Regions from separate parts of the Mus musculus genome. Here all the other regions are linked to region 1. Evidence: chromatin contacts called from public HiChIP or PLAC-seq and promoter capture Hi-C data. All regions are on one chromosome and are shown on one strand. Each heading gives the region's core, a stretch centred on a gene start, on an enhancer-like site or on the middle of the called end of the contact. The rest is flanking DNA. Distances are from core to core; before and after follow the strand shown.

Region 1 (3,834 bases), core at 416-2,915:
ATCAGAGAGGAAGGAGTCTCAGTTGAGGATATCTGCTATGAGGCATTTTCTCAAGTAGTGATCAATGGAGGAGAGCCCAGCTCATGGTGGGTGGTGCCATCCCTGGGCTGGTGGTCCTGCCTGCTATAAGAAAACAGGCTGAGCAAGCCAGGGGAAGGAAGCCAGTAAGCAGCCCTCCTCCATGGCCTCTGCATCAGCTCCTGCTTCCAAGTTCCTGCCCTGTGTGAATTCCTATCTTGACTTCCTTCAATAATGAACAGCAATGTGCAAGTGTAAGCTAAATTAACCCTTTCTTCCCCCACTTGCTTTTTGGTCATGGTGTTTCGTTGCAGCAAGAGAAACCCTAACTAAGACATGCATTGACCTGGCTAAGCCAGGTGCTCAGATATTTAGAAAAACACTATTGTGAATATTAGGGGATGTAATTTACATTTAAGTTGGTAGACTTTGGGTAAAGCAGATTGTCTTCCAAGTTGGAAGCCTGGATATTACAAAAGCTAAGATTCTCTTAACACAAGGAGGATTCTTTAGCTTATGGTTTTCACAGTTAATTTACAGCACAGACTCTTCCTGGCCCCCACAACACTCTGCCTTTGAACTTGAACTTTGATCTGATCTTCTGAGTCAACAGCCACTAACCTCTCACTAGATTTTGAACTCACCAGCATTCCGAAGTCATTTCTTTTACACACACACACACACACACACACACACACACACACACACACACACAACTTCTATTTCTCCGAAGGATCGTGACTAATGCTATTTCTAAGTCAAATCGTGCTGTCTTCTTTCCCTAACTACTAGCCCTGTGCCCACTGACTTTGACATAAGGGTAAAAGAGGAAACTTCTGCTTTTCTCAAATTCCATGATACTATTGCTCCAGGTGACTTTCTTTCCCAAAGCCAGCTAAATGAAGACTGAAAATGGAAGGTGGGGGGGGGGGGGCAGGGGAGTTAATGGAGAGAAGATTCACCAATAAAGAGCGTGTCCTCTCAGAGAGGACCCTAGTTCAGTTCCTTGCGCCCATGTAGCAGGCTCAGAACAGTCTTATATTGGCGCTGATTAAGCCTGACAAGGTCGACCCCACCCCCAACCCCCATATCATTTTATCTCCTTTTCATACAATATTAGCACATTCCTACTTGGTGAACAGGAAGACTGATCTACACATTAACTTATGTACATCCTGGAACATCCAGAACATACAGAACATCCAATGTCAAGTATGCCTATGCTCTTTATTTAGTATTCTCCAAAGTATCTACATGACTAGATATGACAGCAATGTCAGTTTTCCCAGGGACACCTCCTATGCAAGGCTCTCCTCCACCAATTACCACGCCCTGAAAGTTAAAACAATTTAAAAGAAAATGCTCCCTATCCTGGTATCATTCAGAAATTAAGTCCAGAAAGTCTCCAAAGCGCTGGACTTGTGAGGAACCACTTCGCCTCGCTCCGCCTCTCGCCACGTCCACGCCCTCAACTGGCGGAGGGGCGGAGCCCTCCAAGCCAATCCCCTTTCTTCCGGGCCCTCCTTCCGCGCGTCTTTCAAAGACTTCCTCTGAACCAATGAGTAGTCAGAGGCTGAGCAAGGCCCCGGAGTAAGAAACAGAGCGAGGATATGATTGGTTTCTGGAACGCCCCGCGCCACCTCCTACGTGGGCGGACCAATGGACTGACGGGGGCGGGCTCTTCGCGGGCGGTGTCCTAAAGGCTGCGAGGGCGGCGGCACTGGTTACGGCGAGTGGCGACCCGCGATGAAGCCGGTGAGTGGGGCTGTCCGGGACCCGAAGGATCCTCGCCACGGGGCCAGACGCTGGACCGCCTCGGCTGCGTTGCTGGGCGGCCAGCGGTGCGATTCGCACAGTAACCGCCCTGCGCGTCGGGGAGGCTGAGTGGCAGATCTGTGGCACTGCGGTTCGCTGCCCACCTGAGGGGCCTCACGACGACCCTGCCAGAGAGGGCCAAGCCATTCAGCTTGACAGCTCAGATGCAGAGGCTGTCACGGCCGGGGTTGTGGGTGGCTTGATGCCTCAGATGCAGAGGCTGTAACGACCCCGTTTGTGAGTGACATCACGATAGCCACCCTCCCTCAGAAAGCTCAGGGCACTGCGTCTTGTTTCCTGCAGGTCAGAATCCCTGGGCCTGAGGAAGGCAGGGACGTCTAAGCCTGTTAGCATTTATCCACAGCAGGCTGAGAGGGGTGGAGTGAAAAGTCACACAAGCTTAAAATCTGGTTTTATAGGAGAAAGAAAAGGGGTCTTAGCCATGACTTGGAAGCCCCACCTGACATATCGTTTCTACCTCATAGCTGACACTCCACTTAAAGGCTTCATTTGGGTTCCGTTGTGTTTTATACCAAAGAGCAATCCAAAGAAACCGCAATCTATAATTTCAGCCAGTTATCACCTGTTCCTCCAGCAAGACCTTTCTAGAAGAGCTTGAAAGCCAAGCAGTCAGGTGGTTACTCTTGCAAGTCTTGTGTCCACTGTGTCAGCTGCCTACCGACTGCATTGTTGCCAGAGGAAGAGTGAGCTATCTGACCTCTGGTATAGAGGAACTGAACACACGTAGAGCTCGCTATTTCCTCCTCTCTTGAGATCTACCTCCTCTGGCAAGCACAAGTGAGTCCTCTGTAGTCCACTGCTGCCTGGGAAGGGGTAGATCTGGATGGATGTGGGAATCACACAGCCGCAGTCTACTTTCTCCTTTTGACATTCTTTAAAACTAATATTTTTGTATACACGTGTTGTTCAAATGTCTGATCTCAGATGGTTCCAATTAGGGAGTGGAAAGGGTTTTTTGTTTGTTTGTTTGTTTGTTTTTGTTTTTGTTTTAGAAAGGGGATGAGCAGTGTCCACTGGCTTTGTCTCTTCTGGGTCATCTCTACTGAATACACAATCCTCCACCCTTCCACCCATATTGTGTTTTCTTTTGAGCCAGCCTGGCCATGTATACCACTGCTCTAGAACTTGTGCCTCAGTCTCCCCAATGCTGACATCAAAGCTTTGCACCATCATACCTGCCTTAGCTCTTGAATTTTCACACTGACTGCTTTAACTTCCTAGTCTACCTACAAACCTGCAGGTTCTTCCTTCAGAGCTTAGCTCAATGGTCTCTAAGAAACCCTTCCCTGTTCCCTAAATGCTCAGTCATTCCTTCCACTCTACAGCACATGGTTTCTGCTAGTTTAACACCTTTGCCATCCTGTAACCTTGCACACCGCTGTCTCTCTAGCTGTGTTGAAGGTAGACAGCATATCACAGGGTCTTCAGGTCTTCAGAGCACAAACATCAGAGGGTCTAAGGAATGTCTGAGATGGAATGGGCAAATGGTACTTCAGAATTGAGGAAAGCTGATAGAGGATAAACTTAGGTGCCTTGTCTGATATTATCCAAGGACCAGTTCCAGGAGCCAGATAGTCTTTTGGTCTAAGCCCAGTTCTACCCAATGTACAGTAGTACTGTGATTAATCAAATAGTCAGCAGTAATAGTTCACTATTGATATTGCTGATCTGATAGCCCAGATTAATGACTGAGAAAACTGCAAATATTAATTCAGTGGGTGTTTAATCATGGATCAGCTATGTGGAAATTATATGCAAATGTTCCTTTTAGTAATTTAATATAGCATTTCTTTTGAAGCCCATTTCAATACAAGCAAGTGAGTTTGATTCTTCAGACGAAGAACCTGTTGATGAAGAACAGACTCCAATTCAAATTTCATGGTATGTCAGCATTTCAGTGGTGAGTTACAGTATTTAATGTTACATCAACTGACAATATCAAGTATTCTCTGTGTCAGTTAAAGAATTTTAATCTTTAAG
Region 2 (3,834 bases), core at 726-3,225, 860 kb before region 1:
CATGTTACTTGGATGCAGCAGAAGGGTGGATTCTGTTTTTTGCAACAATTCTGTTAGTCTGTGTCTTTTTATTGGGGAATTGAGACCATTGTGTTGAGAGTTATCTGTGAGCAGTGTTTGTTGATTCTTGTTGTTTTGTTGTTGTGATGATGTGTGTGTGTGTGTGTTTGTGTATTGATTTGCTGGTCTGGGATTATTTATTCCTTGCGTTTTCTTGGTGTGGTTAATCTCTTTACATTGGGGTTTTCCTTTTAATAGTGTCTTTTGTAAGACTGGTTTTGCTTTTGGGTCTTATGATGAAATATTATATTTTCTCCAGAGATTGAAAGTATCACTGGAGTCTGAGCTGGAAGCATTGGTCTTTTGGAGTCTGTAGAACATCTGCCCAGACCCTTCTGGATTTTAGAGTCTCCATGGAGAAGTCAGTTATTATTCTAATAGATCTGCCTTTGTATGTTACTTGGTCATTTTCTCTTACAGCTTTTAATAGTCTTTTGTTGTTGTTGTTTGCTTGTTTTGTTGTTCCTCTGCATGTTTAGTGCTTTGGTGATTATTTGCTGAGAGGAATTTCTATTTGGTGTTCTATACAATTCTTTTACCTTAATATGCAACTCCTTCTTTAGGCTAGGGACATTTTCTTTTATGATTTTGTTGAACTTATTTTCTGTATCTTTGACCTGCATTTCCTCTCCATCTTGTATTTTTTTTTTTTAACTTATAGATTTGGTCTCTCCACAGTGTCTCAGACTTCCTGGATCATTTGCACTAGAATTTTTTTAGATTTAACCCTTTCTTTGACAGAGGTATCTGATTTTTCTACCAGGGCCTAAGATCCTCTTTTTCATCTCGTGGGTTTTGTTGGTTAGGCTTGCCTCTGAGGCTCCTCTTTGTGTTCTTACACGTTTCCTTCCCAGGTTTCTCTCTGTCTGGGCTCTTTTTTTTTTATTGCATTCATTTCTACTTTCAGGTCTTGAACTGTTTTATTTACTTCCTTTCACTGCTTGCATTTTCACAGATTTCTTCATTTCCTTTTTGAGGACCTCTAGCGTCTTCATAAAGGCTGTTTTAAGACTTATTTCTTGGTCTCTAGCTATGTTGGGATTCTCAGGTCCTACTGTGACAGGATTGCTAGGGCCTACTGGAGATATTTTGTCTTGGATGTTATTGTTTTTCACACTGGCATCTAACATCTGGGCTTGGGAAGGTTATAAGTCTAAGTACAGATATCTGGTCTTTGTTGGGTGGGTGTTTTGTTCCTTGGTTTCTTTGCCCTTGTCTGGTCCTTAGGAGAGAGTTGTGGCTGTGTTGCTTGGTATGGAATTTTTCTGGGATCCTGACAAATGTAGCCACTGGAGGTACCACGCAATATGTATATTGGGAGCTGACACTCAGGGATGGGATGGGCTAGGAGGGATGGCCTGAGGATGTCCACAGGAGAGAGTAAATCAGGGTGTTCTATAAGGGCTTGCTTAGTCTCCCGGGAATGGGGACAGAGAGTGAGGAGAAGCCATAAGATGTCGTCGGCTACAGAGCAGGGGGTGAGGCTGGGGCACAGGATTTAGAGGAGAGGAGGGAGAGTGAGGATCTAAAGCTCTCCTATCTGCTTTGCCGGCCTACTTGCTTCTCTGTCAGGCTTGGCTGCTGTGCTCCCAGAGAAAGCCTGATGGAGCCAGGGCCTGGAATAACAGGATGGCTGGGAGGACGGTTAGAGGAGAAAATCTGAGTGCTCCACTCAAGATGGGAAGGAGGAGGCTGTAGCAGATAGTCTGCTACATAGATGGAGGTGAGACTGGGGGGATTGGATTTGGAGGAGGAGAAGGAGGGAAGATCTGCAATTAGGCTACCTGCTTCCCTGGCTGGAGGGACCTGTGGCTTCTCAGGAAATGCCTGTCAGCCTGGGGGTGGGCTTTTCAGGCAGGGTTTTTCATTCAACATAGAGCATGACAATTTGGCTAAGGTAATGGTTAGCCAGTGGGTTGCTAGGATCCACTTGTCTCTATTCCTGCAGCATTGGCCTTACAGACTCACACACAGCACCACACTTTTATGTGGGAGCTAGGGTCTGCAGTCAGGTCTTCCTGCTTACAAGGAAACCAACTTACCTCCCCAGCCTGTCTTGTGTGTTTCTTTAAGATTGGGGGACTGAGCTCATTTATGTTGTCTCTTGAGATCCAAACAATGAGAGAGGGAAATAAGTTGACCGCAGTCTGCCTTGGTAATGGTTCCTTTCATAGAGGATGGTCTCAAAAGTTTCTCAGAGCTCTAGCTGGCTCGGAGGGCCCACTGTCAGTGGAAAGTCTTGCAGTTGTTAGCTAGTGCTGTGGCCTAAGGCAAGCCATTTAACCTCTTGGTGTCTGGATTTCCTCATCTGTGAGCCATGGATAATAATACTTCCCTACATCCCAGGTGTGTTGGGGGCATTAATTAATGTTTGTCTATTGCTTGGGGATCTGAGATGAAAGGCTAGCGTTGTTACTGCCGGTTTGCTGCAGGCGAGACTAGATTATAGTCTTCCAGATGGGCTGCATATGGGAAGCGGTTTTAGCAGAAGATTTTTTTTTTTCCAAATGAAATGCAGGCTTTAAGGTTTGGGGGCACTTCAAAAGAAAAGGTGCTTATGGAACGTCATCCTCTCTCCCAGCTTCAGTGGCCTCAGGTTTTACATCACCTGAAGTCAGCAACCAGCATCCTGGGGTTCTAGATGCTAATTCACTCAGGAAGGCACACTACGATCCTTTCCTTTTCCCCAGTGACTTTTCCTCTGTGGAGAACAGCAATGATCGTATCAACAGGAGGAAGTTTATTGTTACATTGTTACAGAAAACTCTCAGTTCCTTGTGAGGAATACTTAGCATGTGGGGTCCATTGAACAAATTAGTCCCTTGTAAAGAGGATAAACAGTGACTGTTTTAACCACATTTGGACAAGCCAGGCAGGCAAGAGGTTTCAGCCTTTTCTATTTGCTTCACTGTTCCCACTCACACCGTAGTACCTCTACTCCATCCTCACCCCCCTATTCCTAACCCCAATCCCACCATCGGTTGAGTATTATTTTAAAAACAGCGTTTTTGTTAAAAAGTGCTAGTGTGTTCTTGAAAGCTTTTAAAGAACACTTTGAAGCAGGACTTCTGGGTAAGCAGACTTCGGAGGAGCTGGGCGCTTTCCAGCTCAGGAGGAAGAGGGTGGGAAAAGGCTCTCTTCCTTGAGCGCTAGGAACATTTTGATTTCTCCAAAACTGGAAAAAAATTGATACAATTTGAACATTTCTCAATTGGAAGAAATTACCTGTATCCAAGAACAAACAAGGACTTTCCTCCTAGAATACAGAAGAAAGCAAATGGTCACCCTAGCTAATTCAAAAAGTAGGGTGACTCTTCTTAGGGGTTAAATACATGGTGCTAAAAATCCATGAGAAATAATTGCCAGCGCATAGAGGCAGGGATGACAGTCAAGATTCTGCATTTGATTTTTGTTTACATAGATTTACTGAATATGTTCTTCGAATCAGGGAGTATTCTATGTACTGACAAATAAGCCATACAGCAGGTCCCTATTTTCATAGAGTTTATGTTTTGGAGTCAGAAGGCAGGACCATATAAAGAAACAATTGCAAAATTGGAGAGCTTGAGAGCGATTTAATCTGAGTATCTACAAAGGCCTGTCTGGAAGATGACTTTAAGCTGGTCAGGCCCGGAGTGACAGCCAAGTGTGAGACTTAACGTTATAAGATGACTGTTATAATGCAGCAGCTTCAGTGGGTATGAGATACAGGCTCAGATTCTAGCATATTCTTCAATGGAGGACCCAGCTGTCTGTTTCTTTTTCTATTTGTGT
Region 3 (3,834 bases), core at 693-3,192, 780 kb before region 1:
ACCTGAAATGTTGAGGGTATTCATATTCCATACATTGTCTCATGGAAGGAGAGGGCATTTGAAGTGTCTTCTAAGAGGGACAACAGACAGCTCTGCAATTGGCTCTCTGGAAAAGGTGCTTGCTGCACAGACATGAGGACCTGAGTTCACATCCTAGCTCCCCATATAAGAGGCTGGCAGAGTGTGTCTCTGACACAGACAGGCAGATCGCTGGGCTCACTGGCCAGCCAATTGAGTAAGTTGGAGAAATCCAGGTTCAATGAGAGACCTGCCTCTGTAAAACAAGGTGGAGGGAGATTCCCAATGTCAGCCTCTGGCCACCACGCGAGGTCACATGTGCAAGCACTCACACACATGTGTGCATATGCATGCACACACAAAATGCACATGTGCACACACACATACATCCACATGTATACACACATGCATGTAAACAAGCATATGACACATGTATATCCACATGCATACACATGTACATGCATATATGCGTATTCATATACACACATGAATACACGTGCATACACACAGACACAAATGAAAAAGCAACAGTTGCCTGACGCTACTTTCCCTCCCCACATTTGCTGTTTTGCATATTTTGTAATTATTCACTAGTTGTCTCTTTATTTCTTCTAACCATCACAGGGAGGGAAAGTAATCTTTCTGCTTAATCCCATGGTGTGGGGTGACACTCTTATAAGGCAGCAAGCCTCTCTACCATGGTGTAACAGCAGGCCTCATACTCCACACCCCATCTCCATAGGAACCAGGACTTTCCCAGACCAGGGTTGCAGTTTGGGTCCTGAATATTACGACTGGGGAGGGAGTAGAAGAAACTTCCATACTGGTGCCCTGAGGTAGAGAAATCAGAGTATGATTCTACTCCATCGGATCTCAGACAGGACAGAGTTTTCAAAGCAGCACCCAGGAATGCTGCCAATAAAGTCAAAGGGCCACCTGCACAATGGCCCAGAGGAGACAAGTCAGAGTTAGAGTCTGGGTGGAACTGAAGGATGGAAGGTCAGGAGTGATAGAGGAAACTTTTGAACCACTGCAAGAATGAGGTGCAGCACGGAGCCTGTCCTTCATGAATTGGCCACTGACTAATCAAAAGCAACTTGTAAGTGTGGCAAAATGATTAAAATACACTGCTGGGTAGATCCAGTGTACAGCCCACCTGATTGCCTGTGTGGAAAGGAACTTCACAAATGCGTTTGCTTTCTCAGTGCGTTCTGCATTCTAGGAAAGTGCTCTACTGCTGAGCTACAGCCTCAGTCCTCCAAAAGACCTATGAATAAGAGACACATCTAGCTCTACATCTTTAGTTGCCCACCAGTACTGAGCTAGAATCGATGGGAAATGAATGTATGTACGCTACTTTCCCTCCCCACATTTGCTATTTTGCATATTTTGTAACAGTTTGGCCAAGCGGCTCAGACAGCGGCAGCAAGTGGATTTGGCTTCTCTCTGTGGCTGGGTGAAGAACGAGTAAGACAATGGCTGCTGGAAGTTCACAACCAACCCAGGGACAAACCTGGGCCTGTTCCTGATCATCAAAAGCCTAAGAGTCCTTGCTTCACACTCCCTCTGACTCTTCATCTTCATGGGGCAGGGGCCTCGTGTTCTGCTTTACAGTGTGGTTGCTCTCGGCTCCCAGCCTGGGTAGGGCAGTGGTATTTGGTTAGTGTGGACTTTGTTCTAAACTCTTCTGGCTTTGTTTGTGTTGTGGAAACTCTGGCTCGTACTCTGCTTTGATTATTTCACATCCATGAGTTATATCCAGAAATCCAGGGTGCAGGCTCATGGAAAAAAATACCTAAATTGATGACTAATTTGACATCAGAAGTTTTTCAACCAGAAAAAAGTAGTGTACTACAGAGTAAGCGGGGCCACTCCACCCCTGGCCTCCTGCCCTCTGCTTGGAGTGAGACTTTCAAGTGTTCCATTGAGAGAGGCTGGGGAGTCACGGAGAGGAGGCCCAGCTATGGGCCCACACAGCAGACAGCCCTGGGCAGGGCACAGTGCTCACTCAAATTTACTGGGCACCACTTACCAAAGCTATTATGAAATACAGTCATAAGCTAGGCTCCGTGACACGTGCCTGTAAGACAGAGACAGGAGGATCACTGCAAGTTTGAGGGCAGCCTGGTCTATCAGTGAATTAAGGACCAGCCTGGGCTTTGTAGTGAGACTGGCTCAAAAGACCAAAGGGGTCTGGGTGGGGGTGGGGTGGAGGAAGAGAGAGGAAGAAGAATAAAAGGAGAAATGTTTGTTATTTGAAAATGATGGTTTAGGAGTGTGTGTGTGTGTGTGTGTGTGTGTGTCTGTGAGTATGTGTGTGTGTGTATGCGTGTAGTGTGTATGTGTGTGTGTGCATGTGTGTGTGTGTGTGAGTGTATATGTGTGTGTGTGTTTATATATGCATGCGCACTTTTGTATATATGAAGGTGGACAGGTGAGGACACCCTTGGGTGCCAGTGCTTACATCCCAACTTGTTTCAGACAGGATCTCCTGTTGGTTTTCTCTCTTCGTGCCAGGCTAGCTGGCCTGCAAGCTTCCATCTCTGCTTCTCATCCCGTCTCCCCATAGGACTGCGGAGTGTGCCACGGCGCCTACGTTTTGTGAGTGCTGAAAACTTGAACCAGGTCGTCACAGCACATGGCAAGCACCGCATCCACTGCGTGCTCTCTGAAGACCTTTTTCTTTTTTTTTTTTTTTAATTGTCCACATTTTTATTTTTACACCATAAGGAATAATTTCCATCTCACTCTCCCTATTGCTTTGCCAGGACACAGAGAAATGTCTGTGCTCAAAATGAAAGGCTCTTGTCTTCTTGGCTGAATATCAAGATTTTCCCAGATTGTCAACTCCTTAAGAGAGGAAAAGCATAAAAGCCAGCTGCAGAAGGGCAGAAGTGAGCTAACACGATCCAGGTGTTTCTAGTTTTCTCCCCAAAGACAGGAGCGTGTGCGCATGCCCTGTCGATCCTATCTGTGGGGCGCTGCCTGATAGCATCAGCCTGGCGATCATAGTTTCGATAGCAGCTGGCGAGTGGATCCCCAGTGTGTGGCAGCTGTAGCTCTCGGGTCGACACTGGTTGTGCAGGAGCATTCTGAAAGTTCATGACCTTGCATTTATCCTCCTTCCAGCTTGATCCATGCATATAAAAAGGATTTTAAAGTAGTAAACTTGTAAAGACATCTTGGGGTGGCCGTGCAGAGGAAAGGGTCTTCAGTCGCAATTCCACCACTGCCAGCCACGGGTCTACGGCAGTCTTCAACTGTCTGATCCACACAAATAAACCATGCTTCCCTTAATGCGCTAAAATAAAATGAATACATTCTGTTGACACAGATTTATTCACAAAAATCACCTAGGCAGAGGGCTGATACAATGCATTTGATGTTTGAAGGCTTGTTAAATCTGAAGTAACTTTCTAAGTGTATGTAATCTACAGTATTTTACAGTGTATGTGTGTGTATGTGTGCACGTGTGCTAGGTTGTGTGTGTGCATGTGTGTGTGTGGGGGGGTCAGAAGGCAGCTTATGAGAGTTGGTTCTCTCCTCCCACCATGTGGTTCCTGGCGATGGAACTCAGGCTTGGCAGCAGGCATGTCTACCCACTGAGACCTCTTGCCAGTTGTAGACTACATTCTGATAAACAACTACATTGACAGAAAGGAAAACAAACAAAAGAATACTCTCCTAGAATCAACACCAAGCTACCTTCTGAACCTGTCCATACCCATGCTTAGATGACACATTTCAAAGCATTTCTGGGTCCTGCAACCTGGATCAAATCTGCCCTGCCCATCCAGTGCTTTCCTCAAACGGATC
Region 4 (3,834 bases), core at 735-3,234, 710 kb after region 1:
TCTGTGCGTCATATCTGCCTGGTGCCTTTGGAGGCCAGAAGGTGTCAGAGCCCCTGAAGCTGTAGTTACAGCAGGTTGTGAGAGGTCATGTGAGTGCTGGGAACCAAACCCAGGTCCTCTGTGAGAGCAGCCAGTGCTCTTAACCACTGAGCCATCTCTCCAGCGCTACAAGATAAGTCCTTAATTTCTTAAGATGCTTTTGTTAAGTATTTTGATCATGGAAATGAGAAAGGGATACAGCCCAGGAAACCCGGTACATGCTAAGTAGCCCAGAGTGGCTTTGAACTGCCACAACCTCTTGTCTCAGCCTTCCAAATTCAGGGATTACAAATGTGTACTACCATGCTTGGCTTAGTTTTATATTTTAAAATTGCAAATTTGTGTGTGTGTGTGTGTATGGAGGGTTTTTCACATACTCCAGCCCACGCATGTGTGTGTGTGTGTGTGTGTGTGTGTGTATGTATGTGTGTGTGTGTGTGTATGTATGTGTGTATGTGTGTGTGTATTTGTGTGTGTGTGTGTATGTGTATGTGTGTGTGGTGTGTGTGTGTGTGTGTGTGTGTGTGTCTGTATGGGTGGTATTCACATACTCCGGCCCACATGTAGAGGACATCTTTTCATCCTACCAGGTGGGTCGTAGGGATTGAACTCAGGGTGTCAGGTTTAGTGTCAGTACCTTCATCTGCTGCAGCATCTCACTGGTCCTATTTCTACATTTTGATTCTTTAAGACTTCACACACACGTTTCACAAGAGGTTTTTTATTTTCTGATGTGAGGCTGTTTAAAAAATTTTGTGTGTATAGCTATTTTGCCTGCACATGTGTGCACCAGATGTGTGTCTTGGATCCCCTGGGACTGAAGTAACAGATAATTGTGAGCCACCACGAGAGTGCTGAGAATTGAACCTGGGTACTTTAGAAGAGCAGCTAGTGCTCTTAAGTGCTGAGTCTTCTTGTTGTTGTTGTTTTTTTTTTTTTTTCTTTCACTGATAAGTTTACAAGGCTCTTGTAGATTAGCAGTTTAACTTTAAAGTTTATGTACTTTCTGGTAGGTACTTCTGCCATAATTTTATGGAAAATATATTCTTTTGTAAAAATTTTTTTTATGTGTATAGTGTTTTGTCTCCGTGCATGCAGTGTTTGTGGAGGCCAGAAAAAGACGTCTGATTCCATGAGGCTGCAGTTACAGACAAGTTTCGAACCACCTTGTGGTGTGCTGGGAATTGAATTCCCCTGGAAGAGCAGCCAGTGTTCTTAACAGAGAGGACCCGCGCCCTGCTCCCGCTGATCCCAAATTTGCTTTGCCATTGAGGGTGACCATGAACCTGTGGCGCACCTGACATCACCTCCCAAACTCTGGGATTACAGATATGAAGCAACATGCCCAGTGTGTAGGACATCAGGATCAAACCCAGGGCCATGGGCTTGCTAAATAGCTCATTTTAAAAATTTGAAATAGATGAGCCGGGTGTGGTGGCACACGCCTTTAATCCCAGCGCTCGGGAGGCAGAGGCAGGCGGATTTCTGAGTTCGAGACCAGCTTGGTCTACAAAGTGAGTTCCAGGACAGCCAGGGCTATACAGAGAAACTCTGTCTCCTAAATAAATAAATAAATAAATAAATAAATAAAATAAAATAAATAAAAATAAAAATTGAAATAGAACCATACGCTAGTGGTAGAACCAAGATTAGAACCCAGACATGTTGGATATCTAACAGGGTCAAACGTATTAAGGCTTCTGGAGCACCTGGGAGTGTTAATGAACTTGTCACTCTAACTGTGCTCTAGGGTTAGGGTCCTTGTTGTGCAGTGACACTCAAACTCCCCAATCTCCCGCCACACCAGGCTTGTAGGCGCTTGTCCTGGCAGCTCCCATCTCTCCCCACAGCGCTCGCGGCCGCCCGCAGGGGGCGCTGGCGCACGCAGGCTTTGCGGCCCCGCCCCCGGGCAACCGTCGATTGGGCCGGCGCGTGATGTCACGCCGGTTTAGCCAACAAATGGGTTTCGGGGCGAGCGTTGGGCTCCGCCGCTCAGCGCTGAGCTCCTGGTCCGCCTCAGTGTCGGGGAGCGAGTCAGGCCTGCCGCCGCCGCATCGGGCTGCCGCAGCCCCGGGCCAGGCCCTGGCCCGGCAGAAGCACAGGTGGGCCGGGCGAGGGCGCGGGGCTGCGGGGCGCGGGGCAGGTGGACACCGTGGCGGCTCCCGCTGCTCCCCGCGGCAGGGCCGAACGTTGGGGGCGGGGACCGCGGCTCGCCGTGCTCGGGGTGCCGCCGCCGCAGCGTCCTCCAGAGAGCCGTCCTCGCGGCCTGGCCCCGAGGTCGTGCGCCCGGCTGCTCCCTGGGCCCGGAGTCCGGCGACCCAAGCTAGGCCGCCGCGGGTGGGCTGCGTGCGGGGCGCGGGGCTCCGGGTGTCCCCGTGCAGGTGAGCGGCGCGTCTCCTCCACCCTCCCCGGGGGGCCCTGGCGTGCGAGCCTGCGGTGGTGAGGTCACAGTGCCGAGGCTCGGCGTGCGGGTGATGTCAGGGCTCTACCGAGACAGACCGTGATGTCACTGCAGGCCCCGAGTGGCGACCTTGGCGCGCGGAAGGGCTGGGAGGACCCGCGGGGAGAAAAAGGAAGTTCGGTCCTAGCAGATTTGAACCAAAATCTTGGGATCTCGGCTTCGTACAGTTTGGATGTAATAATTGTCAGGTGCTTAAACTTCATTTCGGAGAGCATCGGTAGTAGTACAGTTTAAGGACATTCGGTTTAGATATGAGGGATCTTGGGGGTTGGGCGTGGAAGGGGTATTAGGGTGTTCACTGTGCCTTCAGGAAGCTAAACTCAGTTTGATGGTTTGATGTAGCAGTTGCTGGGAAAGGGTGCGCGGGGGCTGAACCAACTGGAGGGCTGATAATTTAGTTGGCTTTATCTTTTTTTTTTTTTTTTTTGCCAGTGATCTGCTTGTTAGCGAATGACCAAGGCAAGCAGATCTTGAATGAACTTTGTCTTGCAAAGAAGGGGAGCTTGAATCAATCCAACATTTTTCTTAAATAATAATCCCCCGATGATGTAATTTATCCTGGTGTTTCTTGCCCCCCCCTCCCCCGTTTTATCAGGGACATTTGTTTTTTTCTGTGATTATAGCTCAGCAATAAGCCTCTGCTTTGCAGCCCACCCCCACCCCAAGACTAGGCTGTAACGTAATATAACACATCTGAGGACTACCTTTGGGGTCAGGCGACTTACATTTTGTCAGTAGTGCTTCCGAATGTGAAATGATAAATTTTAGCAGGTGATTTTGTGAATGTTGATTTTTCTCAGGCTTTGAAAAGATAGTAGACCTGCATAGAAGCACTGGCGCACTGGCGGTCAAGCACACATCTCTTGACTGCCCGTAGTGACACGAGGGCCCAGAAGCAGTTACATAGGACACTTCATACTAAGAGGGATGGAGGGGAAGAGTGGAACACAGTAGGCTGGCCATGCTGTCAATGAGAAGAGAGATGGCTAGCGCATGCCGGGAGCAGCCAGGTGAACTTTGGATCAGGAGATTAGTGTAGGTCGGTGGTACCAGGTGCTGTTCATCAGGACAGTAATCCCTAAGGCACGTCAGAGCTTTACAGCTGCCCTGCCCGGCAAGGAACCTGGATGACTTAAAGGCTCTGAAGGTCCTCACATTCTAGTGTCTAAGTAACCCAGGTGTGATCTAAGTCACAGTGGCCACCTCTCTAGAGATCTTAAACTTTGTCTAGATCTGTGTGGCTCAGTCTCCTTCAGAGAGACTCGGTGTGTGGGGGGGGTGGAGGAGGAGGAGAGAGCAAAACCACGAACACTAGCACAGTCTGTGAAGACATT
Region 5 (3,834 bases), core at 490-2,989, 660 kb after region 1:
GAAGGCTCAAGCGAGCAAATCATGTGAGCTTTGCATAGCCTGGGCTAAAGAGTAAAACATTCTCTCAAAGAGATAAATTAGTAAACTAATAAAAATGATCAAGACTTCAATCTATCTCCTACACCACTCTGCACTTCCTTGAAATGAAAATATTAAAACTCACAATGGAAAAAATATGAGTAGATATGAAAGTAGAAAAGTCATCACAGATGAGATACCACGGCCTATTTGGGGGTTATGAGTAGGAAGTAAGTAAGGTCTGAAACCCACCTAGACCCTTCATCGCAGCATCACCCTACTGTGATGAACACACTCCTGTGACTTTAACACCTGGCTAAAGCTGGCCTGATAAATACTGTGCAACCACAGTCGGAAAACCAAAACAAGAGGGCCTGCTCATGGTCAGTCGGTCTCAGCTCCAAAGGAGGCTGGTGGGAGCTATGTGAAACCTTGTTTTAATCCTCTCCCCACCAAAAGAAAAAAAGGAAAAGAGAGAAAGTGTCAAACACAACTACTAGAGAAAGAGTTTAAGCAAAACTTGTTAACACGGTTGTCTTAGACAGGGTGTCAATTGCTGCAACAAAACACCATGACCTAAAAGCAAGTTGGGGAGGAAAGGGCTTATTCAGCTCACACTTCCACTTTGCTATTCATCATCAAAGGAAGTCAGGACTGGAACTCAAGCAAGGCTGGAACCTGGAGGCAGGAGCTGGTGCTGAGGCCACAGAGTGACCCTTCTTACTGGCTTGCTTCACTTTCTTACAGAACCAAGGATTGCAGCCCAGGGATGGCTGCCACCCACAAGATGCTGGGCCCTTCCCCATTAATCATTAACTGAGAAAATGCCTTACAGCTGGACCTCATGTCGTCATTTCCTCAACTGAGGTCCTTCTTCTCTAATGGCTTGTGTCATGGTGATGGTCAAGTGGACCTCTCAGGTCAGCTCCCCTGCCTGTGCACTCATCTTAAGATTCTCCGTCTAATACTTACAGCAGGTTAGAGAGAAATGACAGCGTCTTCAGGAAAAGCAGAATCCACTGACACTTGTGGGCTATTTTGGGAGGTTACTAGCATACAGGTCGGGTAGAGTCTCATCTCTAATACGCTGTCAATGCTTTAGGATAATCTACATTTTTCATGCCAATTTTTTCCAAAGGTTTTTTTTCTTGTTGTTTATGTGTATGTCTATTTCTGTGTTGGGGTGGATGCATACTGGTGTCCAGTAGAGGGTGTCGGACCTCTTGACGCTGGAGCTACAAGGAGTTTGTGACCTGCCCTACGTGGGATGCTGGGAAGCTAACTCTGCAAACAAGTGCTCCTTCCTAACTGTTGAGCCATCTCACCTAGGCCATTTTTAAATTTTTTCGGGACAGTCTCGTCCCAGGCCATTCTCGAGCTGGTATGCAGCCACGGAGGACCTTGAACTCTTGATCCCACTTACCTGAAGCAGTTTCTGGATCCACAACAATGTCGCAACACAGAAAACTCCACCGATCCGCAGAAGGAACTCCCGGACCGACCCTTCACGGAACTGAAATTTCCCGCTGCCAGCCGCTGATTGGAGGGACTTTTGCCAACACTTCCGGAAGCTCCCGCCCCTTCCCCTCGAACGAGGCTTGCGATAGGTTGGTTCTGTGCGACATTTAAATTGTTTGGAAGGCAAAGGGTTGGGAGCGGGAGGGCGAGGGGGAGGAGGGAGGCGGTAAACCCGCTAGGCGTGGCAGCGACACACTATAAACTCAGTGGGGCGGGCCGCACTTGTTGGCTCTTCAGGCCGGTTTTCTTCTTTCCTTTTAAACGTGTTTGTTTGTTTGTTTGTTTGTTTTGGTTTTTAAGACAAGGTCTCACTATGTCTGGGAACTCACTATGTAGACAAGGCTGGCCTCGAACTCACCGAGATGCTCCTGCCTGTCACTGAGTGCTGCTGGGATTACGGGCTGAGCATCCACGCTAAAAAAAGGCAAAGGTTTTAAGTTAAACGAGATCATTTATTCCATTTCTCCTTCTTTTCTAAGGCAAAATTAACGTCTGCCTTAGAAATCAACTGAGATTTCTAACAGACACATAAACGAAGGCACACATCCCATGAGATATCAAGAAAACAAAAACGCCTGGGCCAGGACAGCTGTGCTGACCATGTGTTTGTAGACTGATCGGTATCCAGTAGACACCGGGAAGATAAATTAGGAAAGAGTTTGTAAGTTTGGCTTTTGCTTTTTCCCTGCCAACATCTTGGGAAAGAGGACCAGCTGCCTGCAGCTCTATAGCAGCACTGAGACCTCTGGGACATACAAAGAGAAAGATGAAGATAGGTAACTGACATAATATTCATGGTTATGTTAGATCTGATGGGGGAAAGAAACACCAATTTCGCGAGTGGCTGATTAAAGCAAGCTATATCTGATTAAAGCAAACTGGCCAGCCAGCTGCGGTCTCCCAAAGTGGAGATTTCAGAGAGCAGCCCCTCACTGGCTTTTGAGGTTCTTTTTATGGGAATGGGTCAGGGTTGCTAAAAAAAAAAAAAAAAAAAAAAAAAAAAGAGCCGTTGGAGATAACTGACTCTTAGTGCCTTTAGCATCTGGGCCAGCGGGAGAGTGAGCCACTCGGGGTTCAAGGCTACCTATGGGGTAGATAAATGCAAGAACACAGCATGTGGAAGGGGAGTCATCACAGGTGTTCAGGAACTTAACAAGGCAAAGGGGTGGGCGTACATCATGGGGTCACAAGTTCAGCATAGGTTGAAAAACATGGTTTGCAGGAAACAAACCTGTTCTTGTAAGGTGTTAAAAGACACCTTAAGACGTAGTAACAGTGTGTGACAATGTGGTTCCTGTTTGGGTTTCACTGTTGTTTTAAAATAGCTGAGACTGGGGGCTGGAGAGTTGCTTGGCAGTTGAGAGCACTTTCTTGCCCTGGCAGAAAACCCAGGCACCCACGTGGTGGCTCACAACTCTCTGTAACTCCAGTTCTAAAAGATCCATCACATTCTGACCTCTGTGGGCAAAACACTCATAGGCAGAAAACAAAATAAATCTTAACCCACCACCACCACCCAGGGACCCAAAACTGAGTCTCTATTGGCCTCGGCTACTTGAGGGGAGTGAATCGGGAGGAGTGGGTGGCACCGATCCCGGGCGGCGGCCGTGCTTCACAGGTTTGTAGGTGATGGAGAACTCGCCCAGGTAGTGGCCTATCATCTCTGGTTTGAGCTCCACCTAGTTGAAGGTCTTGCCATTGTACACGCCCACCATGCTGCCCACCATTTTGGGCAGGATGATCATGTCCCCTCAGGTTTGTCTTCACCACCTCGGGCTTCTCCATAGGTGGCGCCTCCTTCTTGGCCTTTCTCAAGGGCTTGAGCAGTTAGTTCTGCTTCCGCCGCAGGCCAAGGTTCAGGCGCCGCCTCTGGCGGGTGCTGTACAACTGCATCAGCTGCTCATAGGTCATATCGAGGTCCACGCCACCGCCACCGTAGGTGAACTTGCAGAAGGTCCACTTCTTCTGCTGCTCCACTTCGGCCATCTCGGCAGTTACTCCGAAAAACCAAAATAAACCTTAAAACATTCAATAAGTAAGCTTAAAAAAAGGAAAATGCGGAGACTATACTGTATATGAATTTAATCCCATCAGTCTGGAGTTTGTGGTCTACGCCAGCCTGCTAGACAGAGAGTTCGGGACAGTGAGATCCTATCTCAATCAAAACAAAACTGTTAGGAACGCAAGTGGAAACATTTTGTGTAACTTAAAATCCATCTGTGTGACTTGGAATATAATACCTGTAAGATAGGAACTTGGCAGAGGAAGCTCTGATCTGAGCTCCTCCTCAGGACCAAG
Region 6 (3,834 bases), core at 996-3,495, 610 kb after region 1:
ATGGGCAGTGAAGACCTAAGTTCGACCTCATGATTCAGTTCAGCATAAGTAAGTCTTCTATGTAACAAAGACACAACCATTATCGATCCCTAAAAATGACCAAAGATTATGCACAGGGCAAGAATGTGACTCATCCCATATCTCCATGGCAACCATTTCAGCTGTCCACTTCTAGGTAACTGTAAAAGAGCGTCCTCATGACTCACGGTCTTAAGACTTTAAGTGTTTTCCTAAGAGACTAAAGGCATTCCTCTCTGCCCATCCTATTTCATGCCCACATGCTAATCATCTACAGATGACTCATTCAAACAAGCTTGTTGCCAGGCTACCTGTGTAGAGGAGAGTTCATGGCCTGCGAATTCTTCTCCAGCCACACAGTGACTTCCGTGTGTGTAAGCTTGGAGGGGCAGCAATGAGTGCATCACCAGCCACAGGCTCTGCCGAGCTTGTAAGTCTATCCTAGAGACTAGAGCAGGCCTCCTGAGTGCCCCTGGAATGAGAGTTTGCGTGCACATTTCCCTCTGGTTGTGCAAAACTGGCCGGGACTCTTTATTAACACACTAATAATTGATTACTTTAGAGACTACAGGAAATCTGGAGAGCCAGGTGACAAGTGACAGCTGGAGTGCTCCGTGGCTTACATAAGCCAATGGTCACAGTGATTGTTTGGGGTTTTTCATTTTTGTTTTTGAAACAAGGCCTGACTGTACATCCCTGGTGGCCTCAAATCGCCATACAGACCAGGCTGGCCTTAAACTTGAAGGGATCTGCCTGTTTTTGCATCCCAAGAGCATGCAGATCCCAAGAGATTAAAGACATGAGCCACCACACCTACTACCTACAGTGATTTTTTAAAAAAATACATATATTTATTTCTAAAATTTTATTTACATGTTTTAATATTTTACACTTGATCTTAGCCAAAAGGCCGAGAAGCGATGTTTTAATATTTTAAAATGCATTTATATTTGCACATATGCATGTGAGCATGTGTATGTGGCTTAAATGACAACATTCAAGAGTTGGTTCTCTTCTTTCCTCTTGAGTTACAGGGATCAAAGTTAGGCGTCGGGCTTTGTAGCAAGCACCCTTACGGGATTATGCTTGACTCTCTATACCCATATTTTCTCATGTCTAAAATGGGATTTGTAAGCAAGGGCACAGCGACATCACTGAATGAGTAGAAAGATAAGTTTATTGGGGCTCAAACCACCAAGGCAATAAACATTCCCCTGCCCCGGGTGTGGGGAGAAGTCAGCAGAATGGGGGGCTTTGAGCTGTTACAGGCTGTTGGGATTGACCGGGAAGCAGGTGCCCTTGCCTGAGGTAGTTGACATTGGGGGCAGACTAAGGGAGATCCCTGGTCAACAGAAACCACCTATAAGCTTCTGTTTGTGCAGCCAGAGTCCCTCTGTTTAGGACCAGCACTGGCATTCTGGGGGGCTGCTTTGGACCTAATAGGATTAAAATAATGCCAACTCCATAAATGTATGTAAAGCCCTAGGCATAGAGTGGGGTGCATAAGTGTTTGGTAGATATTAGCTGATGTATCTGAAGCTGGGGAAAAATTATCTTGAATATCCTTAACCACATCACTCAAGTTTTTAATCTATATAAATGGTTCCAAACTGGTTATCAGCCTCTTGCAAAAGCGGCTGTTCCTTGTAACTATTTTCATATAGACAGAGCTACACCCTGTCCTCTTGATTTAACTGCCCCTTGCCCGTGCTGTAACTCTCCTCCAATCTTTGAGAAAACATCTTCCTAGGAATCAATTCACACATTCATACTACTTCATTCATTAATTCATTCGTCCACATTCATTCATTCACTCATCAATCAATCAACCAACAAATACCTACCGAGAACCTACTATGTACCACATTGGGTTTACCCAGCCCAGCAAAATCCAGAGCAGGAGTGAATGCAAACAGGGGCACCTCTTACATCTCAGATTTGTCAGGGACACCTGCTCCTCCCTTCCCTCACACTCAAAGTCACTGCCATTTCTGCGGAAGGCTTCAGGTGAAGGAATTAGGGGCAGGATGAGACCCTGACAGGCAGCTTCAGACAAGGGAATTGGGTGAGTCTGAGAGTCTGGGTGCGGTCGGCTAGGGCCCACTGCGGGGCACAGGTGAGGGGCACAGGCTGGCGGGCGTGTCCCAGTCCACTGTGGGGAAGCTCCGTGGTCCGTGGGGCGCGGTCCAGCCAGGCGCCTGCAGGGCGAGGGATGCTGCCCCGCCCTGGGAGGGCGGGCCCGGGGAAAAGAGTACTAGAAGCGGCCGAGCCACCGCCCAGCTCTGACAGCTAGCGGAGCGGCGGGTGGAGCACTAATCAGGTGAGCGGCACAGAGAGCACTACCCAGGTGAGCGGCGCGGGGCGCGGGGACCGGTGCTGCTCAGTGCACCAAGAAAGGGCTGGGCTCCCGGGAGATGGACGGAGGTGACCTTCAGGGTCCCAGGCGCTGGTCTACCGCCTTGGCTCTCCTGCGGGTAACTCTCGGAGAAAGTTATTCACGACCTACATACTAAGTCTCTTTGGGATGGCGGGATGCCAGCGGGCCCTGGGCACTCCTTCGAAGCCCTGCGTTAGAGTGAGCCACAACCTACGGAGATCCACCTTGTAGCTGGCCCCTAGCTTGGCCATAGGGATCAGGTGCCTCTTCTGGCACGTTGGGGGTGGGGGTGGGAGTTTGGAGACTCAAAAGACATCGCCCAGGATTCCTGACTCCTGGAGGAATTCCAGCAGGCTCCTTTGGTGCACGTGGAAGCCTTCCACTAGAGATCTTGCTGTGTGGTGCCAGTGAGTTCCACCAGGTTCAGCGGAGGTAGGGGCTATAGCCACCCGCTGCGTGCTTGACCGCACAGGACAGTGCTGCCCAAGCCCTAGTGCGCATGTGTCGGGATGAAGAACTACTGTAACCTCTAACATTTTTTTGTAAGCCAAGTGACTCATTCGTGACCAGTGTGGTTATTTGTGCAATAACCTCTAGATCTGGGTGGAGGAAGTCTTGGGTGTGGCCGTGTTGGTCTCAGAGTGCAGACCCTTAGCGAGAGGCTTTCAAAGGTTGCATTTATGCTGAATTATGTTACTCAAGCACTATTGCAGGGAATCGAGGATGGGACGGGAATGGGTGGGGAGGGGGAGTTGAGACTGAGGCTTAGGATTCCGGCTAACCCTAGCAGGGAAGCAAGTGATTCCTATTTGAAGAAATTGGAATATTTATAAAGCGACCCCCGGGGAGTAGGGTTTCTGGATAATGAGAACATTTGGACTTAGTGACCCGGCTAATTCTGAGGAAAAGAACAGAAACCAGTGTGTAAAAACTATCACTTTCTGAAATTCCAAGATGTTTGCTTCAAGTTTATAGTTCCGTATTTTTATTTATTTACCTTTGGGGGCAGGGGAAGTATCTTAGTTAGGGTTTTATTGCTGTGAACAGACACCATGACCAAGGCAGCTCTTATAAAGGTCAACATTTAATTGTGGTGGGGGTGGCTCACAGGTTCAGAGCTTCAGTCAATAATCCTCAAGGCAAGAGCATAGCAGCGTCCAGGCAGGCATGGTGCAGGAGGAGCTGAGAGTTCTACATCTTCATCTGAAGGCTGCTAGTGGAAGACTGGCTTCCAGGCAGCTAGGATGAGGGTCTTAAAGCCCACACCCACAGTGACACACCTACTCCAACAGGGCCACACCTTCAGTTAGTGCCACTCCCTGGCCGAGCATATACAAACCATCCCAGGGAGACAGGCTGCCACTGCAGCCTAGGCAGGACTGGAACTTACTATGTAGCCCAGGCTGGCTTTCAATATTCAATCCTGTCTCAGTCTCCCA
Region 7 (3,834 bases), core at 503-3,002, 520 kb after region 1:
CTATAACCAATGTCTGAATATATGAGCTCAACGAGTACCCCAAAAATTATTAAAATAGCCATGTGAATAGGTTATTGCTTGTTTTTCAAACTTCTCATCGCCTAAGTGCTTTTGTTCATTCTGTTTATGTCCTATCTGGACACATAAAAGTGCAAATTAAATAAAAACAGTAGAGGGCTAATGGCAAAAAAAAAAAAAAGATAAAAAAAGGAAGGAAAGAAAAGGAAGGGAAGGAGAGAGGGAAGGAAGGAATATGAATAAAATAAATGTTTAGAAGAAAAAAAAGATTAACTCCCAAATTGGAAAACCCAAAGGGGGTCATAGGAAAGTGTTCATCAGTGTAGTAGCCCTGCCTGTAATCTCCGTGCTTGCCAGGCAGAGGCAGCCTCAGCTACACGTTAAGTTGGAGACCAGCCTGTGCTTTAGGAGGCCCTCACTAGGACACCAGCTTCTAGGCAAGAATGGTCCACTTGAGTGGGCATGCGTGACATGGCTGCTATAGGGGTAACCAAGTGCTTTTTGGATTTAAGGTCTATTCCACAAAGGGGAACCCATTCTTGGTAGGTAAACCCTTTCAAAAGCCCATAGCAAGGGGAGGTCTCAGGCCCTAGGGGGTACACTACTGCATAGCTAAATTGCATAACCTCAAACTGCTGTCTAAATATTTATGTACATTTCAAATGCTACCCTCAGCCTTTATTAGGGAAGCCTCAGCCGGCCTGGAGCACGCCTTTAATCCCAGCACTTGGGAGGCAGAGGCAGGCGAATTTCTGAGTTCGAGGCCAGCCTGGTCTACAGAGTGAGTTCCAGGACAGCCAGAGCTATACAGAGAAACTCTGTCTCGAAAAACCAAAAAAAAAAAAAAGAAAGAAAGAAAGAATTAGAGAAGCCTCTATTTCCAGTAAATGGTGGTGATTGTAGAGCCTCATGACCGCACAAGGTGCTGACAAGAAGCGACTTCTCAGTATTGAGCCCTAAACTAGACATTTACATTATGTCCTCTAGTACACAGGGGACACTGTGAAAGAGGAAGCTGCAAAATTCCATCTCCTGGGCACGACAGTCATTGCAATTTACAGCAACTGCTGATGCTTAACTGTCTCATAAAATAAACATGACACCGAATGAGGACGTGAGTGGCGGGAAGGCACTCCTCTGGGTAAAGGATTTTAATTTTCGTGAGGTCCTAGAAGTGCCACGACAGTTCAAAGCAAACAAGCCTCAGGGCAGAGGCGCTCCTTGTTTATTCCTTCCTCTGTCCCTCCGCATCGGTCATCTTCGACCGGCTGTCCATACCGAGAATGACGGCTAACATTCACGCTGGACCCGTCCTTTGTTTCCAAAGACGCTTACCTTCCAGAATCATCAAAGCAGACTTCGGTGTGCCCTTCCGTATGTCCGTACCTCATGGGCTTCTGTGTGGCCGGCATCTTTCCCTACCTGAGCCGTTTTGTAAGAACTGGTATTTTTTTCAGTAGGGCGATCGTCCTCTCCGCGCCGTGCAGTCCTGTTTCCCTCACCCGAGGAGCCACAGCACGATGCAGCGGAAGGTATGTCACACACGCCCGGGAGATGACAAGCTTTCCCCTCTGCAAGCACGGGCAGCGGGGGCGAGGAGCAAGCGGTGTGCACCAGCGTCTGCTCTGATGGAAGCACGGAGCCGCTTCCCGCGCTCTGGCGCGCTCGCCCTGTGCGCATGCGCGGCCCGCCGCCGCCCAGCCCAGGTCCGGCCCGAGGTCGCCGGGTGGTGGCGTCAGAAGCGCGCCGCCTCGAAGCCGAGAGCTGGTGGCTGGGGCCGCTCTGAAAGAAAAGGTGGGAGCCGAACCCGGAAGTGGCGGCGGTCCCTGGAGAGCAGGCGGAGGCAGCGGCAAGTCTGACTCTGGGCTGACCGTGGAGCCGGGGCGGGGGCTGACAGCCAGGCCTCCGCCTGGCGGGAGCCGCACGAGGAGCGGGAGTGGCCGGGCCTCTCTTCCGCGCTTGAGCGAGCGCCGGGTGATGGCGGTGGTGATGGCGGCAGGCGCTCGGACAGCTCCGCTTGAGCTGAGCTCGGAGAGGTGAGAGGGGGAAGGGTGGCGGCGAGGGCTGGGGTTTGACGCCTGCCCTTTCAGGATCTCCTCCCGAGCCACCGTAGTCGCCTCCTTGAACCGATCGAGCTCCTCGGGACCGGGTTAGGGACAGACCTTGGCAAGCCTTTATTCTTCACGCCCTTCGTGCCCTCAACTTTGTCATTTCTGTGGTAATAAAGGATGGACTGATTCTTGTTTCTTGCGACTCTAGCTAAATAATGCTAAAGAGAGTTAACTTGGGTTTTCTATTTAGTTCCGACCAAAGTTTACCAAACTGCTTTTAGATCTAAAAGGAGAGGTCTAATTTGTATTGTTACAGGTTTCTGTTCATCGTGGCAGTCGATAACACATCCTCTACTAAGTCAGGTCTTGGCCCGTTAAGTTTATGCTTTTCTTGTTTCTTCACGTTCTCCATATTAATAAATTGGTCTGTTGAAAATTATGATTTTCGGTGATAATTGGGGCTTTGACGGCGTTTTTGTGGTACCCACTGTACAGTTTCAGTCAGACTTATTTTTATTACCGGAAAACTCTACAGAGGTAGATCTAGATAACTTATTAAAAAAATTGCAAGCTTAGTTATTACTCAAACCGTGGTATTCTTGCTATGGTGGCATTTTGTAAGGCATTTCTAAGAACCTGGGTTCCAAAAAGACACTCAGATTTGTATATGAATAAAAAGGAAGAGTAGTTGGCTCAAGTAGAATCTGAGATTCTTTTTTAAAAAACAAAACAAAACCCTATTGTTAATTTCCCACAAGAATAAAGGCACCTGAGACAATGACTTTTGAGTAACTTACTTTTATTTTGAAATTATTGTTTTTAGACAGGCCAATTTATAATTCTTTTGCCCAGTACCTGGACAATAAAAATGAGTAGGTACAGTGTGAGGTTCAAGTTGAGCTGATGATACTCATCTATATATTGAATATATTGTAATGGGATTTCAGAGTAATGCTTTTCAGAGCTCACCATTCAGAAACTTGCAAGTGGGAACAAGAGTTATTGATGTAAATACTTTAGACAGTGCCTGTGATACCATTTGATTTTAGAACTATGAATGATGTCAGCACACCTGCCCGCTCTCTCTGCCCTAACAACCAAGTCAGTATTGACAGGTTAAGATAATATTTCCTTTGCTGATTTCCCAGGTATGAATAAGCTTAAGCCTGATGATTAAACAGTTTCGTTTTTAATTTTAACTCTAACCTGTTGTATGACCTTGAGTGTGAGTGTGTGTCTTTATTTTCCTGATTGTCAGATTTCTCACCTCTAAAGTAGAGGTGATACTTAGTTCCACCAAATTATTGAAGTACATAGAAGATACTCGTGGAAGTCTAAAACTATTAAGGCCTCATGTTACTAGTTAGGCACTAAGGTATATAGTAGTTTTGCTTAAAGTGGGGTTAGCCTATAAAACCTTCAAATGCTAAATGCATCCAAAACTGTGACTGCTGCCTTCATCAAGTTTATGAGCATGTTCTGGGCAATAGATTTTAAGTAGTATGTACAGGCTAATAAAGTAATGGAATTTGTATAACTAAAGTACTGCATTTGCAAAATTGTCAGTTTATATATAATAACGTAACATTTGAAAAAATCAGTGTGCTTGTAATTCTCATATGGGTACCAAAATTTCCCAAATGAATTATTTATTACCAGTGCATATCTCATTGGTGTGGGTATCTGAATGAGTTAACTAAAAATAATACCAAGATCAGAGATTCAATTTCACTGAAGTTTAGTTTGCACTGTGTGACCATTTTAA

Evidence for each region. Promoter capture Hi-C pulls out the DNA fragments that hold promoters and counts their contacts. HiChIP or PLAC-seq counts read pairs in DNA pulled down with a chosen protein or histone mark. Capture Hi-C pulls out chosen DNA fragments and counts their contacts.
Region 2: a promoter capture Hi-C map of liver shows a contact between it and region 1, with 5 times the contacts expected there. The contact joins the enhancer-like site here to the promoter of Cdkn3 in region 1. A contact is called at or near these places in 6 of 39 promoter capture datasets (the 3T3-L1 cell line, cranial neural crest, hippocampal neurons and 3 more) and 2 of 115 datasets of contacts at active chromatin or transcription factors (embryonic limb bud and stem cell-derived neural progenitor cells).
Region 3: a contact with region 1 is called in an H3K27ac HiChIP or PLAC-seq map of hepatocytes, with 11 times the contacts expected there. The contact joins the enhancer-like site here to the promoter of Cdkn3 in region 1. A contact is called at or near these places in 11 of 39 promoter capture datasets (the 3T3-L1 cell line, 3T3-L1-derived adipocytes, the HPC-7 cell line and 7 more) and 6 of 115 datasets of contacts at active chromatin or transcription factors (the NIH/3T3 cell line, embryonic limb bud, embryonic stem cells and 3 more).
Region 4: a contact with region 1 is called in a promoter capture Hi-C map of liver, with 4 times the contacts expected there. The contact joins the promoter of Fbxo34 here to the promoter of Cdkn3 in region 1. A contact is called at or near these places in 3 of 39 promoter capture datasets (liver, neutrophils and pre-B cells) and 1 of 9 other capture datasets (liver).
Region 5: a contact with region 1 is called in a promoter capture Hi-C map of adipose tissue, with 2.6 times the contacts expected there. The contact joins the promoter of Dlgap5 here to the promoter of Cdkn3 in region 1. A contact is called at or near these places in 5 of 39 promoter capture datasets (the 3T3-L1 cell line, the C10 cell line, liver and 1 more), 2 of 484 Hi-C or Micro-C datasets (B cells and CD8 T cells), 2 of 115 datasets of contacts at active chromatin or transcription factors (bone marrow-derived macrophages and large pre-B cells) and 2 of 9 other capture datasets (adipose tissue and liver).
Region 6: a promoter capture Hi-C map of liver shows a contact between it and region 1, with 3 times the contacts expected there. The contact joins the promoter of Lgals3 here to the promoter of Cdkn3 in region 1. A contact is called at or near these places in 3 of 39 promoter capture datasets (the HPC-7 cell line and liver).
Region 7: a contact with region 1 is called in a promoter capture Hi-C map of pre-B cells, with 4 times the contacts expected there. The contact joins the promoter of Socs4 here to the promoter of Cdkn3 in region 1. A contact is called at or near these places in 11 of 39 promoter capture datasets (the 3T3-L1 cell line, the C10 cell line, the HPC-7 cell line and 5 more), 2 of 484 Hi-C or Micro-C datasets (large pre-B cells and pre-B cells), 7 of 115 datasets of contacts at active chromatin or transcription factors (the NIH/3T3 cell line, astrocytes, bone marrow-derived macrophages and 4 more) and 1 of 9 other capture datasets (liver).

The regions. Positions count from the first base shown.
Region 1 is chr14:46,758,876-46,762,709 of GRCm38.p6, forward strand. Cdkn3 (cyclin-dependent kinase inhibitor 3) reads left to right here and starts at 1,666. Exons shown (of 8, transcript NM_001360041.1): 1 at 1,666-1,773; 2 at 3,653-3,735. The coding sequence starts at 1,765.
Region 2 is chr14:45,899,431-45,903,264 of GRCm38.p6, forward strand. No RefSeq gene overlaps it. Among named protein-coding and RNA genes, the nearest start is that of A530076I17Rik, 230 kb to the left of the region's middle. Within about 2 kb of position 1,976, at least 4 of the 459 cell types and tissues checked have an H3K27ac peak or open chromatin away from gene starts, as enhancers often do.
Region 3 is chr14:45,981,714-45,985,547 of GRCm38.p6, forward strand. No RefSeq gene overlaps it. Among named protein-coding and RNA genes, the nearest start is that of Gm34499, 240 kb to the right of the region's middle. Within about 2 kb of position 1,943, at least 21 of the 459 cell types and tissues checked have an H3K27ac peak or open chromatin away from gene starts, as enhancers often do. A contact at or near this core is called in embryonic limb bud, hepatocytes and liver, where this site is marked.
Region 4 is chr14:47,470,577-47,474,410 of GRCm38.p6, forward strand. It overlaps Fbxo34 (F-box protein 34), which reads left to right and starts at 1,985. Exons shown (of 3, transcript NM_001146086.1): 1 at 1,985-2,141.
Region 5 is chr14:47,416,668-47,420,501 of GRCm38.p6, forward strand. It overlaps Dlgap5 (DLG associated protein 5), which reads right to left and starts at 1,740. Exons shown (of 19, transcript NM_144553.2): 1 at 1,442-1,740. It also overlaps the pseudogene Gm8353.
Region 6 is chr14:47,371,615-47,375,448 of GRCm38.p6, forward strand. It overlaps Lgals3 (lectin, galactose binding, soluble 3), which reads left to right and starts at 2,246. Exons shown (of 6, transcript NM_010705.3): 1 at 2,246-2,338. It also overlaps the pseudogene Gm52166.
Region 7 is chr14:47,275,168-47,279,001 of GRCm38.p6, forward strand. Socs4 (suppressor of cytokine signaling 4) reads left to right here and starts at 1,753. Exons shown (of 2, transcript NM_080843.3): 1 at 1,753-2,054. It overlaps Wdhd1 (WD repeat and HMG-box DNA binding protein 1), which reads right to left and starts at 1,690. Exons shown (of 25, transcript NM_001360532.1): 1 at 1,354-1,690. The coding sequence starts at 1,430.